Linked DNA regions of Mus musculus: region 1 is linked to region 2. The links are chromatin contacts, called in public HiChIP or PLAC-seq maps. All regions are on one chromosome and are shown on one strand. Each heading gives the region's core, a stretch centred on a gene start, on an enhancer-like site or on the middle of the called end of the contact. The rest is flanking DNA. Distances are from core to core; before and after follow the strand shown. Region 1 holds the start of Rassf2 (Ras association (RalGDS/AF-6) domain family member 2). Region 2 has its middle 32 kb from the start of Prnd.

Region 1 (7,534 bases), core at 147-2,646, 47 kb before region 2:
GGGCATTAGGAGTGTACCCTCATTGGCAGGAAGCCAGATGATTGGTTATAAGATGACCATTTGACTCAACGCGAGCCAGGGGAGCCAGGGAGCGGCTCTCCTGAGAGGCTGGGCTAGAACTGAAGAATTCTAGCAGCATCTCACAGACTTCTTCAATAGCAAAACCAGAGCCCTGCTGTTAGGAGTCATGGCTGCCCTTTGTCCTGTTTCTGAGGTCACGGAAGGCCAGGTTAGAAGAGAAGAAAGATTCCCTTGGAGAAGGTTTCCTGGAGAGTTCCTCAGCTCACCCTGCAAATCTAGCTTGAGAAAGGCTGCGAAGGAAAGCAGCTTACCTGAAACACAGTAATGGCTCCAGTGAAAGAAATTAATGGACCCGGTTTGTGTTTATAGCTCAAGGGGAAAGAACTAGATGCATTTATCTCCCTAACACCCCCCTCCCCTTTCACAGTAGAAAAAGCCGATCAGTAGCCTTCTTGTTCAGTGTTGTGGGACATTTCCAGCACCACCCCGCAGCTGCGCTTTGGCCTCCGCACATTTGAGGCTGGCTGGTCTGGGAACGGATAGCCGTTTATAACATTGTTTCTATGGGAGACACATTCCAAGATCCAAACAATGAGTTTAAAAGAGAATATCTGGCTTCCAGGCAGATGGGATGCACTTTGGAGGCTTGGCTGCCCTTTCTTTAACCGTTAGATTCCCTTCCCCTTTGGTTTGGGGACCAACTGCAAGGTCGGGCATATGTAAACGAAGAATTATGGTTAGAGGGTATAGAATCCGTAGCTGGGTGCTCCCTCCTATACACTAGAGTTCCTCGGAGGTCTAAGGATGGAGAGGAGGAGGAGGTGAGGAATGGACAAAGAAACTTGACTTCCTTCACATTGCCGTCACGTCTGCCGGCCTGCCGAGTCGAAGGGGCCCACTTAGCCCTTTGGCAACTCAAACCCTTTTGGGAACAAACCCGGGTGTTAGAAAGAACCACCACCCAACTCCACCAACTGCACATCCTCTGCTAGGAAATCTGCATTCTCTAGGCGGGCTGCTCCCTGGGAGTGACTGTCACAGAGCCAGGCGAACTGAAGAGCTTGGGCTAAATCTCGGCGTGGCTTGGAGAGGGCAGGCGCGATGGGGTGAGAGGCAGCACCTTATTCCCTCCACCCACGCTCTCCGCCTCCTCCTCCTCATGCACTCTGGCCTGCTGAGAAGAAACGCTGGCAGCCCGCGCGAGGTGGGGTGGGGGTACGCGGGGAGGGGGGGGGTAGAGATGAAGGGAGGAGGCGACGCGAAGCCACAGCATTGTCTGTCTTGAAGGGAGGGGAGAAGCTCCGCCCCCTAGAGGGGAGGGAGGGGGAGAAGGGAAAGAAAGGCAAGAGAAGAGGGGTGGGGAGAGAACTGCAGGGTGGCGGGTGGGTTGGTCAAGGATCGGCAGATAAAGGCAGAGCTCGGGGAGGCGGGGCGGAGGGGCCAGGTGGGCGGGGCGCCCGCCCTCAACCGCACTGTCGCCGCCCAGGCCGGCCCAAGCGAGCGGGTCCCGCGGATCACTGGCCAAGCACGCTGGAGCACCCCCACCCCCGCAGCGGCGCCCCCACTTTCCAACCCCTGCGGCGAGAGCGGATGCAGATGGTCCGGGAGACAGGCAAGACACAGGGCGCGGGGCTCGAAGAGCCGGGTACTGGCACAGGATGCGGGCGCAAGGTGCTGGTGGTCCTCTTTCCCTCTACCCAGCTCAAAGTTTTCCCTCAGTGGCCCGTGGCCAGCCTGGTCCGGTCCCTGACTCTTCCCTGTCCCCTTTTGCCACCCAAGCCACAAGGTGGGCTTAGATATGCGGGCTGCCCCAGAAGCAGCGCAGGCGGGCGCCCCAGCCCACTCCTTTTCCCCGGGTAGAAAGTTGTGGCCTGGAGCTCATGCTGCGGCTCTGACCCCTTAAGATCTTTTCTGAGGTCGACACTAAGTGCAGTGGCAGGAAATTGCCCCCATCCCCAGAGCAGGGTGTCCCCGAACTCCCTGGAGAGGTGAAGCGAGATAGCAGGTGCAGGCCTGTAGAGCTTAGGGGAGGGTCGGACTGTTGTGCGCACTCTGGCTCCCCGGGCGGGGACCACATCTCCAACCCGCGGCGAACCCAGTTCCCTTTGGGTTTCAGAGTTTAAGAGCGCGCGGTGCTCGGCGCACTTCCCCCTCCCGGGTTTCTTGTCCCTTCCGGAGCTTGTGCCTGAGGTCGCTGGAGACCGAGCTAGGCAGGTGCTTTCAAAAGACGGCCTGGCCACTCGTGTATTAGAGCGCTTACTCTGCACCCAGCTTTATCTCCGAGTGCGCCCTGGGAGGCAGCAGAATGGTGGAGTCCCGACAGGGGCAGATTTGGAACAGCCACTGGACAGATAGCCACTGTGCTTCAGTGGCAAGCTCAGCACGAGGCTTCTCAATGCTGCGCGCGCTTTAGTCCCAAGAGTCTGGAAAACCAGGGCATTAGAAACGATTCTTCCTGAGAGCAGAGGCCAGGGGTTACGGTAAGCAAGTGGAGGATTCCTGTAAGAGGAAGCGGTGGACAAATGACAATTTGTCAGAGCCGGCTCTGTCCCTGCGGTAAATGGCCCTGGGACAGTGGGAAGAAAAAAATTAGGGTCACGGTTCTCAAAAGATAGCCGGCAGATTCAGCCAGGGGATATCTTTGAAGAGCACGTAAATGAGGAACCTGAGGTTGATTTGCCATACTTTCAATCCACGTTTATTAAGTGGAAGCTTTTCCTACAGGTGGTCTGGGGGTTAAAGAAACCTCTGTGGCTAAGCTATACTGGATTTGAGAAGAGTGCCCCCCTTCCTCCCCTTGTTCTCATTCTCCCTTTCTGTCCTAGGGGACTAACTGTGGTATTTTCCTGAGCGATGCTCATTTGAGCTGTTGCTTATGGGCTGTTCCTCCTCCGGACTAAAGCCTGATTCCTAGGACCTGCTGCAGTCCAGCGGGATTCAGGAAGGTAGAGAGGAGCATCAAATGATGGCGGAGTGAGAGATGACCTTTGTTTGCAAAGAAGCATGTTTCTTGCCTTAGTACCAAAGGGGGCTATGAATAAATAGTCTGCCTGGCCACTTGGCACACTCCACTCTTGGAGGTGTGGACTGGTAGTATTTGGGGCGGGGTGGGGTGGGGGTGGGAGATCATGGGAAGCCACACCCATTTTTTCTTTAACAAATAGAAGAGCAGAAGAGTACTGCAGAAACACAACAAAACATGGGATTCGTGCACAAATGATGAGGGTAGACTTGAGAAACCTAGCTAAAAGGAGACCAGGGTATCCAAGATCCCCACACCAGCATCCATGGGAAGGGCCATGTTGGTCAGCGCATGCTCTGTTCTTGCACCCTTGGTTTCTGCAACCTTCCATCCCGCCCCCCACCCCTTCCTCGAGGGCAATGTCTCCAGGCTCTGACTTCCACAGCATACCTCTCTCCAGCTCACTGTGTCTTGTCTTTGGAGGTGCCTGCTTTCTCTCTATTTTGTGGTCTTTTAGGGGGAGGGCAATAAGTGCCATCCCTTGTTTTCAGTTTACTTCCTCTCTCAGGTGTTAGGGTCCGCTTGTTAGGGTCTCAGAGGCTGACTGGTTTCCCTTTGACTTCTTTCCTGGTACCTCGCAGCAAGGCTTCTTGTCTGGCCCTGTGTGCGCGCCTCTTAGGGATGGCTAAGGATCCCAGCTAGAGGTATGGGCAGGGCTGTACTTTTGACACTTCTGCTTCTCTTTTGGGCTGGACTCTGGGGCTTGCCAGAAAGGAGACCCGCTGTCCAATCACAAGAGAGCCTGAGCTGATTGTCCTCTTTGGGATTCTTAGAGAGGAAGTGTCTTCACAGCTTGGGAGGAGATGGAGGCAGATAGTGAGGAGTGTAGCTGCCAGAGTCCCAAGGAAAGGCTGAGTGGGAATGGGGGAGGGGAGCCCTAAGAACAGCCTTAGGGCCTGCCCAAGCCTCCTTTCCTCTCCTCCAGTGAAAAACTGCTCAAGTCTGTGTGCTTGGAATAAAAACATGTCCCGTCTCTGATCTCAAGTCTTAGACGCTGAGAGCTGCCCTAGCTGTGCTTATAATGCCAGGGCGACAGTCCTTCATATCGCTCTCCACTATTCCTGACCCCTCACAGAGCGATCCATTTATTTACCCCAGTGACGCATTGCCACATATAAACACCTCTCTGATTCCTAAAGGATTTTTTTTTTCTTTTGAGACAGGGTTTCTCTGTGTAGTCTTGGCTGTCCTGGAACTCACTCTGTAGGTCAGGTTAGCCTCGAACTTCTGCCTTTGCCTGCTAGGATTAAAGGCACGTGCCACCACTGCCCCGCTAACTCCTAGAAGAATTTTTTAAAGTCCTTGAGGAGGGGTAAGTTCCCCACTTAAGCCTGCCAGTTTGCTTCTGCGTTTCCACAGAGGATATGGCTGTGGGGTAGTAGACAGAGCAGTAGGTACAGTAAAGGTGGGCATGCTTAGATTCCATTGAGTGGGTCACTGCTGATCCTCCCTGGATGAAGACGCCAAGTCTATAAGCACAACTTGATGCAGTTGTTTGGGCTAATAATTTGGGGCACCTGTAGACTCCTGCTCAAGGCAACTGTGGCCAAACTAGAGAGTGAACGGCATTTGGCTGACTCTAATGATTTCCAAGTGCCCCCTCATTCCCAACTCTTTCTAACAGCTGACAGAAAGATCCCCTGTGCTTTCTTTGGCTATGTCAACCCAAAGTGATTGGCAAAGTAGGCATATTCCATCACGATGTGGTCTTACCAATGGTTGGCACTCAGTTGTGTTTGTTTGGTTAACTCTTCCTTTCTATTGGTATAATGGGTTTGGAGTCTGTCTTCTTTTTTCCCTGTGGGATATAGGTCATGTAGTAGAGTGGTCAGTGCCCTCCTTATGTATTGTAGGCTTCTACCAGCTAGTGATGGAAGAAGGAAGTTATATAAATACACCCCAGTTCCCTCACTCCGAAGGGATTATTTTGGGACATGTTCTGTGCTGTCTCTAGAGTTCCTTCTTGGGACAGTTTTCCCAACTTCTCACAGGAATGACTCTCTCTTTTAAAGATTTATTGTCTGAAGATAGGTAAATGCCTACATGTATGGTATGTGTAACCTGTGAGTGCTTGGTACCTGCAGAGCTCAGAGAAGGCCATCGGATGCCCTGGAACCGGAGTTACAGATGGTTGTGAACCTTTGTGTAGGTGGTAGGAACCAAACCTGGTCTCCAGAGCAGCCAGTGCTCTTAATCGATGAGACATCACTCTGTTTTCTTGTTTTACATCCCCATTCCCTTTCCACTTGAACTTGGCTCCTTGTCTCTGTGTTCAGGAAGACATTTTCTAGTTCTTTGGTTAACGCGAGGAAGGGTGTGGTAGATCTGAGAGTGTGTATTATAGTGGAACATGGAGAACTGGATTTGGAAACAGAGACTGTTAGGTGAGAAAATGGAGGTCAGCAGCTCAGGAGTGTGTAGCTAGGTTGTGACCAGTGATACCCTGTGCATCATGACAGCTGGCTCTCAGAAGGTGGAATGGGGAAGCCTTAGCTTGGGGTGTTCGCCTGTTTCTGTTGTATAAATATTCCTCTTGTTGCTGTTTTTTTTTTTTTTTTTTCTAGCTATCAGATGGTGTCACTGAACACTGAGTTGGCAGGACATCAGTTGTGTGAACCCTCTGGCCACAGCTGAGCTGGGATATGACCCCAGTGATCTCGATTTCAACTTTATGCCCCAGCAAAGGAGGATAAGGACTGCACTAGGCATCCACATTTTGGCTCTGACTTGGTTGACTCACCATTTGAGACAGTCCTGGGGCTCTAGGGTGGTTATTGAGACATTTATGCCAAACCTTTCTGAGCCTTATTTCCCCATTTCAAAGGCAAGGGGTTGGTGGTTTCATCTTTAGCCCTTGGTTTCTTTAGGAAGGGTCTATTGGAATTTTAAGGAAATATTTAAATGTCTACTCAAGACTGAAATCTTGAACAACAAAAAGCCTTTCAAAAGCATGCATCCCTGGGCACCCTCAAAGTGGTGCTAGGGTCTCCTGCTGGATAAGAAGTTCAGTGAACATTAAACCAGGATAACCTTGCCTGCCTTGTTAGGTCCCAGTTGGCCGGATTTTCATGGCCCGAGAGGATGTGACCTCAGGGAAGCCCTGGGAATGGAGGTTAGGGTGGCTCCTGTGGGAAAGACAGTTTCACTTTCTGAGCACTATGTGATTTGTTAGGATCCCGAGTGGAGTCTGAGAAAGATCCGTGTAGAGAGCAGAGTGTTGGTAAGTCAACTTAGCCCCCTTAGAGTAGCTCATTCTCTCTGCTCTCTGGACAGCCTTCCTGAGGGAGCCCCTGACTCAGCACTCCGCTAAGGATATAATTGGACAGGTGTTTGGGGATGTCCCTTGAGTCATTGTTTACGATGCGTACAATCTCCAGTTAGTTAATTATGGTATGGAATATCACATGGCTTCGAAAGTAAAGATTACAGATGCGTGTCTGTAAACATGGATGGATACTGTGTACTTGGAAGAAGGAAGTTACCAGGCAGGGTACTACTTTTGTGAACCATGCCAAGCATTTTGCTATATGTCTGCAAGGATGGATGCCAAGAGCTGATGGCCTGTATCTCTAGGTGGCAGAATTTGGGGAGATTTTGATTCTCATCTCTTTTTTTCCTCTACATTTAATAACTTTACATTTTTAATGCCCCATTGAAAACCATAAAAACTATTTCTTTGATCATTTTAAAGTGTACAGTTCAGTGTGAGCAAACTTACTTGCAATCTTGTAGGATCATCACCGCTATGTATTTCCAGAATATATGTTACTCTGAACAGATACTATGTACCCCTTAACAGTCCTTCCCACTCTCTCCTCTCCCCAGCCCCTGGCTACTGCTGTTCTATATACCGTCTTTATGAATTTGCCTATTCTAGAAAGCCCCTAGATAAGTGAGATCATTCTATATTTGTCATTCTATGACTATATTTTTTGCTTATTTGTATTTAAAAAAACAAACACATAAAATGTGTATGCTATTTGTACATTAAAAAAGGAAAAGCTTGGGCGAGAAGTGTGGTATTTGGTGTTTGTGGTTTATTTCATGCCAGGCCACAGGGTCCTGACCGTTCTCCCAGCCCTAGGACAGGTGCAGAGTTTCAACCTCCATAGCAGGATGGAGATAGATGGTTGGGGTGGCGGTGTACGGCCCTGCTGGCTAGGAGCTGATTGTAGCTGGGTTTGATGGCTTCTGGCTGCTGAGCCTCAGCCCCTTGCTGCTCAACCATTTCACCCAAGGACTCTCTGTGTGGGTGGTGAGTTTGGGAAGGTGGGTTAGTAGCTGTCTTGTGGTGAGTGAGATTCAGTTATGGGTTGTTAGATTAACTTCTTTAAATATGGAGTCTCAACTTTTCTATTTTAAGAATTTTGTGTGTGTGTGTCCCAGAACCCTGTGGCTGACCAGGACTTGCTGAGTGCCCCTCATGGTGACCATGGCTATGTTTATTGACACTTTGTTCACAAGATGGCCTGGGGCAAATGGGGGCTTTGT
Region 2 (6,619 bases), core at 2,360-4,859:
CTTCTATGTCCTAGGCCATCTGATACTCTCTGCTGACCTCCACAGGTAACAGGCATGTTAATGGTGCACAAACATGCATGCAGGCAAAACACTCATACAAGATGCCCATTTAAGAAAATCTAAAAAAAACTTTTAAAAGGAACCTTAAGTCATCTCCAAATAATCTAATTTCAGATCCTTCAGCTCAAACTTATTCCACATGACCCTAAACTACCAGGAACAGCCCTGAATCCTAAGGGTCCTAGTAGACTCTACCAGATCATATATTACACCTGTCCATAAATTGCAGCGTTATGTGAATGACTGTAGTCTAACTGCTGAAAAGATCCCCAGAGGCCACAGATCCTAAAAGAGCCTAAAATTCTCACACTTAATATTAAGCAACTAAAACACCAGAACTGTTTTAACTGTTCAAAATTGCCCTAAACCCCAAATGACTTTATGTAGTTTTGATGTAACTAGACTCTAAATGAGCTCAGCTGTTATGGTTTGATTGTTTCTGTTTGTTTGTTTGTTTGCTTGCTTTGGTTTTTTTGTTTTGTTTTTGTTTGTGTGTGTATGTGTGTGGGGGGCATGTGTTTTGTTTTCCAGACAGGGATTTTCTGTGCATCCCTGGATGTCCTAGAACTCACTCTGTAGACCAGGGTGGCCTCTGCCACCAGGTGCTGGGATTAAAGATACGGATCACCACTGCCTGGTCTGTGATTTGGTTCTTAAACACACTTCAAAGGCTCCCACACTAGAGGGTTGTGGCCCTATTGGGAAGGGCTGGAGCAGGCAGGTCAATATCTGCTTGAAGGGGATGTTGAGACCCTGGCCACCACATGGTGAGCAGTTGTTCCACAGTGCACTTTCTGCTATGGTGTTCTGTCTCATTACAGGCCTCAGAGCAGTGGAACCAATCAACTAACTAGTGGTTTAACACAGTCATGCCCCTTCAAGCAAAACTCTGATTATATACTTTGGCTTTAATTCTGCTTGGGGATCTACTGCCCCTGTACCAGAAGGCCCTGACTTCCTAATAATGATGACTTTTAATATATGATTGATTCAACCTCAACTCCTCCCATTACCAACAAATTTAAAGCATAATTAACCATGAGCTAATTACTAAACTCCAAACTCTGTCAGCCCACTTACACCCTGCTGCGAGCCCTAACCTACATTGCCCTTCTTAATGACAGCTCTCCCTCATAAAGAATTATAATGGCAGAAGAAGAGTCACAAAGATGCCCAAGGCATACCTAAGGTCTTGACTCTGATCCCAAGGGCTTAAGTCCTAGTGAGCTTAGAATTAACCATAAACTTTGTACAACACATAACATAGCATTAGGATAGCACGAGCCGGATGCCCCTGATGAAGATGGTCCTATCTCACTGCAGCTTTCCTTCCTCTAAGCACAGTGAGAGTGGACTATGTCTGCAGCATGGGCTGTGGCTGCTAAAAGCTGCCTTCACCTTGTGCTGTAAGGGCCAACCCAGGGTCTGGGCTCTGGTTTGCTAGGCCTCCTTAGAGCCCTAGGAGGGGGACATTCACAGAGCACAGGCCCTGGCCGTGTCCTTCTGTCTATGGATTGCAACCTTATCCCTTTTCTTCTGACTCACTTTTTAGGGGTGCCTCAGGGAATCATTTTGGGAGCATACCTTGCTGTTTACCTGCTGAGCATCCCAGACCTTGGGGTGCTTTCAGTAAGCCTTGTGTTTCCTTACTTTTCTGGTTTCCCTCTGGTCCCTGTCACGTTTCCTACCTGTGGCTAAGGTATTACTTGGTCAGACCAGACTACTACTTTGTGGCTGCTTCCTTGCCTTTCTTTCATCCCTGCCTGAACGTAGTCCCAAGACTGATCACAGAAGGAATCTTTCTACCTTTCTTTCATCTTGAACCCCAGTGGCCTCCAGCTGTACTTAGAATGAACTTAGAACTCCTAGGTGGTCTTCAGGACCCTCATTCTAGCCCCTACCCAGATCCTCAACCCATCTTGCATACCTGTGATCTTACTCCTCTGTCTAGCCACACCCCCACTGCAGGAGAAGATAGCAGATATTGGCAACTTATTCTAATTCATTCTCACTGCCCAGGACTCAGCTATCTTGACATCTTAACCCAGGTACTCTGCTCATTATATATCTGGCTTTGCCACAATAGTGGCAAGTACCTATAATCCTAGCACTTGGGATGTGAGGTATGAGATAGTGAGACTAGGTTACATAGAGTTTCGAGGCTAGCCCAACACTCATTGTGAGACTATCTCAGGCAACCAGAACAAACCCCCATGTAGTCAACACTGCAGTCCCAACCCAACCTTTTCTCGGCCATCTTTCTCAATGGTTTACTTCAGCCATGTGCACAGCTCTAGCACTTTGTCATTGGTTCACTTCACCCATGCACACAGCTCTAGCACTTTGTCATTGGTTCACTTCAGCCATGCACACAGCTCTAGCATTTTGCTCACTGTCAGCTCCTTTCTCTATAGTGGAAGCTTCCAGAAAACACAGCTCTCTCTGTTTCGCTCACGGCTGTATTCCTTCTGTTCAAGACACCTTTCTTGCCTGTGCTGAAGGAATGACAGGTTTTCCCAATAGAATGAGTGTATGGCTACATATCTCTGGTAATTCATCCAAGGGTCGGTGGGATAAGAAACGAGCTTCCCTTGGTGGGATGGAATTCAAGTTATATGTTACCCTGGGGTGGAGTGCCAGATCTCTTCCTTTGGCTTCTGGGTAAGAATTTACCAGAGTTCTTTCTTATGATCTTCACCCCATCACACCTGTATCACCCAGCTCAGTTCCACTGTACCATCCTGGTACTTTAGTGCAGTGTCTCAGTGCTCTATGGTGACATCACAGGGCTAGACTGTGACATCACAATGCTCCATGTGAATTCACAATAATGAACTGTGCCATCACACTGCTGCGTTTTTGCCACCACAACATCCCACCCTGACAGCATTGCTGGATGGTGACATCACAGCGTTTATTGTTCTATAACAGTGTGCTACTGTGATATCATAATGTGGTATTGAGTTGTTACACTGCTCCTTTGTGCTATTATCATGCTATCCTTTGACATTAAAGTGCACCAGTGTGTCATTGTGACATCACAGTGCAACAGTGTTCCATGATAATACTGTATTGTGACATCATTATGCTGAATTGTGACATCTTGGAGCATTTCCCTCTGGAGATGGCATACAGTAGAAAGACCAAACATCTTTCTTGTTCTGTCTGGAGTTCTGGATGAAGGATGAGTGTCAGTTTATGTGTCTCTGGGGCACACTTCAACATCAACTTCTGTTCAGGCAGAGCCTTGGGCTGAGGTTCTCCCAGCATGCATTAGGGGAGGTCCTAAATAACTCATCTCCAGAGGGCACCTGTGGAGGCAGGACAGGAGACAGAAGCTCTAGGAGAGATTCAAGGTCATTGTCTATCCCGGAAGGATTTGGAACTAAGGGAAGATTGGCCTCTCTTCAACCTGGCTAGGTGGTAGCTTATGAAAACAAACAAAAACAAACAAATAAAAACTCCCTGCATCTTTCTGTGAGAGGGACTAGACATGGACCCTTGCCTGTCCTGGTTGATGTTAGGATGCCCTCTGGTGGTGACGATGACTGCATAACATCTGCTTCCTAGCTCTACCAGTGATGGGCAAAGTTAGCCTGTACAAGTGCCTGTGCGTGCGTGTGTGTGTGTGTTTGTGTGTGTATGTGTGTGATTTTTCGTTGTGTAGCCCAAATTGACGTGGATTCTAGGCTCTCATACTCATGATTGTAGCCTAGGTAGACCATGTCTTTTACCCTGATGTCCTTACTTGGTTTGTCTATTTGTCCCATACTATTTTGCATAAGTAAGGGGGAAAATGTGATAGCTTCCCACCTTGAACTATGCTTTCCTGAGTTCAGTGGGTTTGGACATAGTTTTTGACGTATTTCTGGTGCATTTTGCACTTCGGTATTTCCCCTTTCTTCTTTTGTTCATTCGTTCATTTGTTCATTCTGTCCTCCTTCTCCCGCCATCTTTTCCTTCCATGTTTCTTTTTTAAAAATTTGAGACAAGGTCACCTTGGATGGTCTGGAAGTCACTATACAGACCAGGTGATCTTGTACTCTCAGCGATCCACCTGCCTCTGCCTGAGCACGGGATTAAAGGCGTGCGTGCTAAGTCTCTCAGCTCTTTTGGTGTTTCCTGTGTCTGGATTCTCAGAATCAAATCTTGACTCCTTTAATGTGAGGCTGTGATCTATGCTGCCCACCTCCCTTTCTTCACTGACCTAATGTATGCAGCATTTATTCTTGTCTCGTGAGGGCTATGCAGAGACTCTTCATGCTGTTTTCCTCAACTGGCAGCAACTACTGCTCTCATTATTGGTTTTAGACTAAAATCCTCACAACCCTGAAAAGACTCAAGAATTATTGCAAAACCCCGAAGGCTGAGGGGATAGCTCACTATCTCTGCCTGTGCTGGACAGGCAGAGAGCATTGAACCTCTGTGACTTATTGGCCAGCCAGTTGAGCCTACTTGGTGAGGTCCAGACCAGTGAGAGACAGACACTGTCTTAAACAGAACAGTGGATGGCTTCCAAGGAAAGCTTAAGGAGAGACACGTGGGGTTGTCCTCTGGCCTTCATATGCACAGACTTGCACACTTGAGTACTCACATACGTGCACATGCGCATGCAAACACACACACCCCACAAGTTAATGATACTGCTCATTTATGAGTAAGCACCGGTACCCATGAAGAATGCTTTCAGTGTGGATGTTGGGTTCGGAGATGGTTGGGGACGTGGGCTCTGTCTTGTCAATCTCTAACTCCCTTAACTGTTCTTTGGCTTTGAGAAATTCAGTATCCTTCTATGCGGGGACACCGAAGCACAGACTATTCTCTTGAAAGGACCCTGATGTTGGATCTAGGTTCATCCTGACAGTTTCATATTATCCTACCTGTGTGGACCTGGCCTCCAAACACTCTCCTTTAGAGGAGCTGGGAGTAGTGAAATGTATTAAGATGCAGTGGGGGAGTGGGTGCCCCCACATTCGCCTATCCAGAAGTTCTGAACAGGGTATTAAACAAGAGTTTTAAATACATGTGGAAAACCCCCCATCTGCTGAACTCAGCCCTTGCCTTCTGAGCTGGTGCCTAGTTCGACAGTGATGTCACCTTTACTACATTCCCAGGCAAAGGCTTGCTCTCATAGTTGTCATTCCTCTGCACAGTACAGGAACTGCTGGGCCAGCTGCAACTTCTCCCCGGGGGGCCTCGGACTTTCCTCTGTCTCTGTGCTCGGTGGGTTTCCTTTCCGGCCAGCCCTAATCTTGCCAATATCAGGAAACAGTGACAAAAGCCGGAGCCAGGGTGTCCTTCAGCTGGCCCCCACATCGCCTTGGCGTGCTGGAGACTCAAGAACAATGGTGCTTGAGAAAGTCTGCCTTCTGTTTCCTCAGGACGGACACCTTCATCCTCACCTCCTGTTTGGGCTGAAGCTGTTTCCCTGGCAGAGACGACTGGCCGGCCACTGGAACTTTTGCCTTGAGAAATGAGGCTTCTCCATATTACCATATAAGCATAGGAGAAGGACTCTGTGCTGTGAACTGGGGAGATAGCTTGTGAACTTGAATTTCTCTGTGTAGTTTTAGGGTTTTTCATTCTTCAAAATAGGAGGACAGAACTCAAGGCCAGCCAAACCTTGCTCTTCCTTCTACATGTCTGTAGGAAGCTAAGGACCCCTACCCAATAGCTCTGTCAGATCTCCTTCAGCACTTCAGTCCTACCTGGGGACAACAGGAGAAGCCCCTGCCTGTCTCTGTCCCTGTCCCTGTCCCTGTCCCTGTCCCTGTCCCTGTCCCTGTCCCTGTCCCTGTCCCTGTCCCTGTCCCTGTCCCTGTCTCTGTCTCTGTCTCTGTCTCTGTCTCTGTCTCTTTGTCTCTGTGTCTGCCCCTGCTCTGTCTGGAGCCACTTGAAGCAGGCCAGAGCCACCCTACCCTGTGCAGCAGGCTTGCTGGTGGATAAAGTTCTCTTGCTCCTGGCTGGGGAGTCTGAGGTATGTTGTGCATTCTCTCAAAGGGGCCTCCTGCAGCTTGATACCATCCCTGCCTCCTCCTCTCTGTGCTCCCACACAGAACATTTTGTGTTTGAATCCTGCCTCAGGCTTTGTTGTGGGATGGACCCCATCTTGTATGGATACTGTTGGGAAGTTTGGGTTTTGAATCGAAGTGATAAAGGACAGAAGGTGGTTCATTTCATGACACAGATGTACTGAAAAACATGGAGAACACTTGTAGGGCTGAGCAAAGAAAGAAACCATTGTGGTTGCAACAGAACTGTATTTGGAATGATCCCTGGGAACCCCAACCATGCTTCTTCATTCAGAGCCATTCATGGCCATTAACAGAGCATGTGAAACACCTCAGCCCACTCTTCAGCTAGCCTGTCAGGTCTCATACAACTGTCAGAGCCTGCAAGAGAGAAGGTGCCCAGTTTCCCCTGAGAGGCACGCATGCTTGTGTGTGTGTGTGTGTGTGTGTGTGTGTGTGTGTGTGTGTGTGTGTGTGTGTAAGAGTGACAGAGAGAGAGAGAGACTTAATAAGTACAAGGACCAGCCATATTACCTATGACAGATAGC

Evidence for each region. HiChIP or PLAC-seq counts read pairs in DNA pulled down with a chosen protein or histone mark.
Region 1: a contact with region 2 is called in an H3K4me3 HiChIP or PLAC-seq map of bone marrow-derived macrophages, with 2.1 times the contacts expected there. The contact joins the promoter of Rassf2 here to the enhancer-like site in region 2. A contact is called at or near these places in 12 of 39 promoter capture datasets (the 3T3-L1 cell line, the C10 cell line, the HPC-7 cell line and 7 more), 4 of 15 datasets of contacts at CTCF or cohesin (CD8 T cells, the NIH/3T3 cell line, large pre-B cells and 1 more), 23 of 484 Hi-C or Micro-C datasets (the AML12 cell line, B cells, the Ba/F3 cell line and 17 more), 18 of 115 datasets of contacts at active chromatin or transcription factors (the 230-238 cell line, CD8 T cells, the HPC-7 cell line and 11 more) and 4 of 9 other capture datasets (adipose tissue, liver, macrophages and 1 more).

Annotation. Positions count from the first base shown.
Region 1 is chr2:132,023,850-132,031,383 of GRCm38.p6, reverse strand. Rassf2 (Ras association (RalGDS/AF-6) domain family member 2) reads left to right here and starts at 1,396. Exons shown (of 11, transcript NM_175445.4): 1 at 1,396-1,633. It overlaps Gm31179 (a long non-coding RNA gene), which reads right to left and starts at 933. Exons shown (of 3, transcript XR_374996.3): 1 at 333-933.
Region 2 is chr2:131,979,726-131,986,344 of GRCm38.p6, reverse strand. No RefSeq gene overlaps it. Among named protein-coding and RNA genes, the nearest start is that of Prnd, 32 kb to the right of the region's middle. Within about 2 kb of position 3,609, at least 19 of the 459 cell types and tissues checked have an H3K27ac peak or open chromatin away from gene starts, as enhancers often do. A contact at or near this core is called in B cells and bone marrow-derived macrophages, where this site is marked.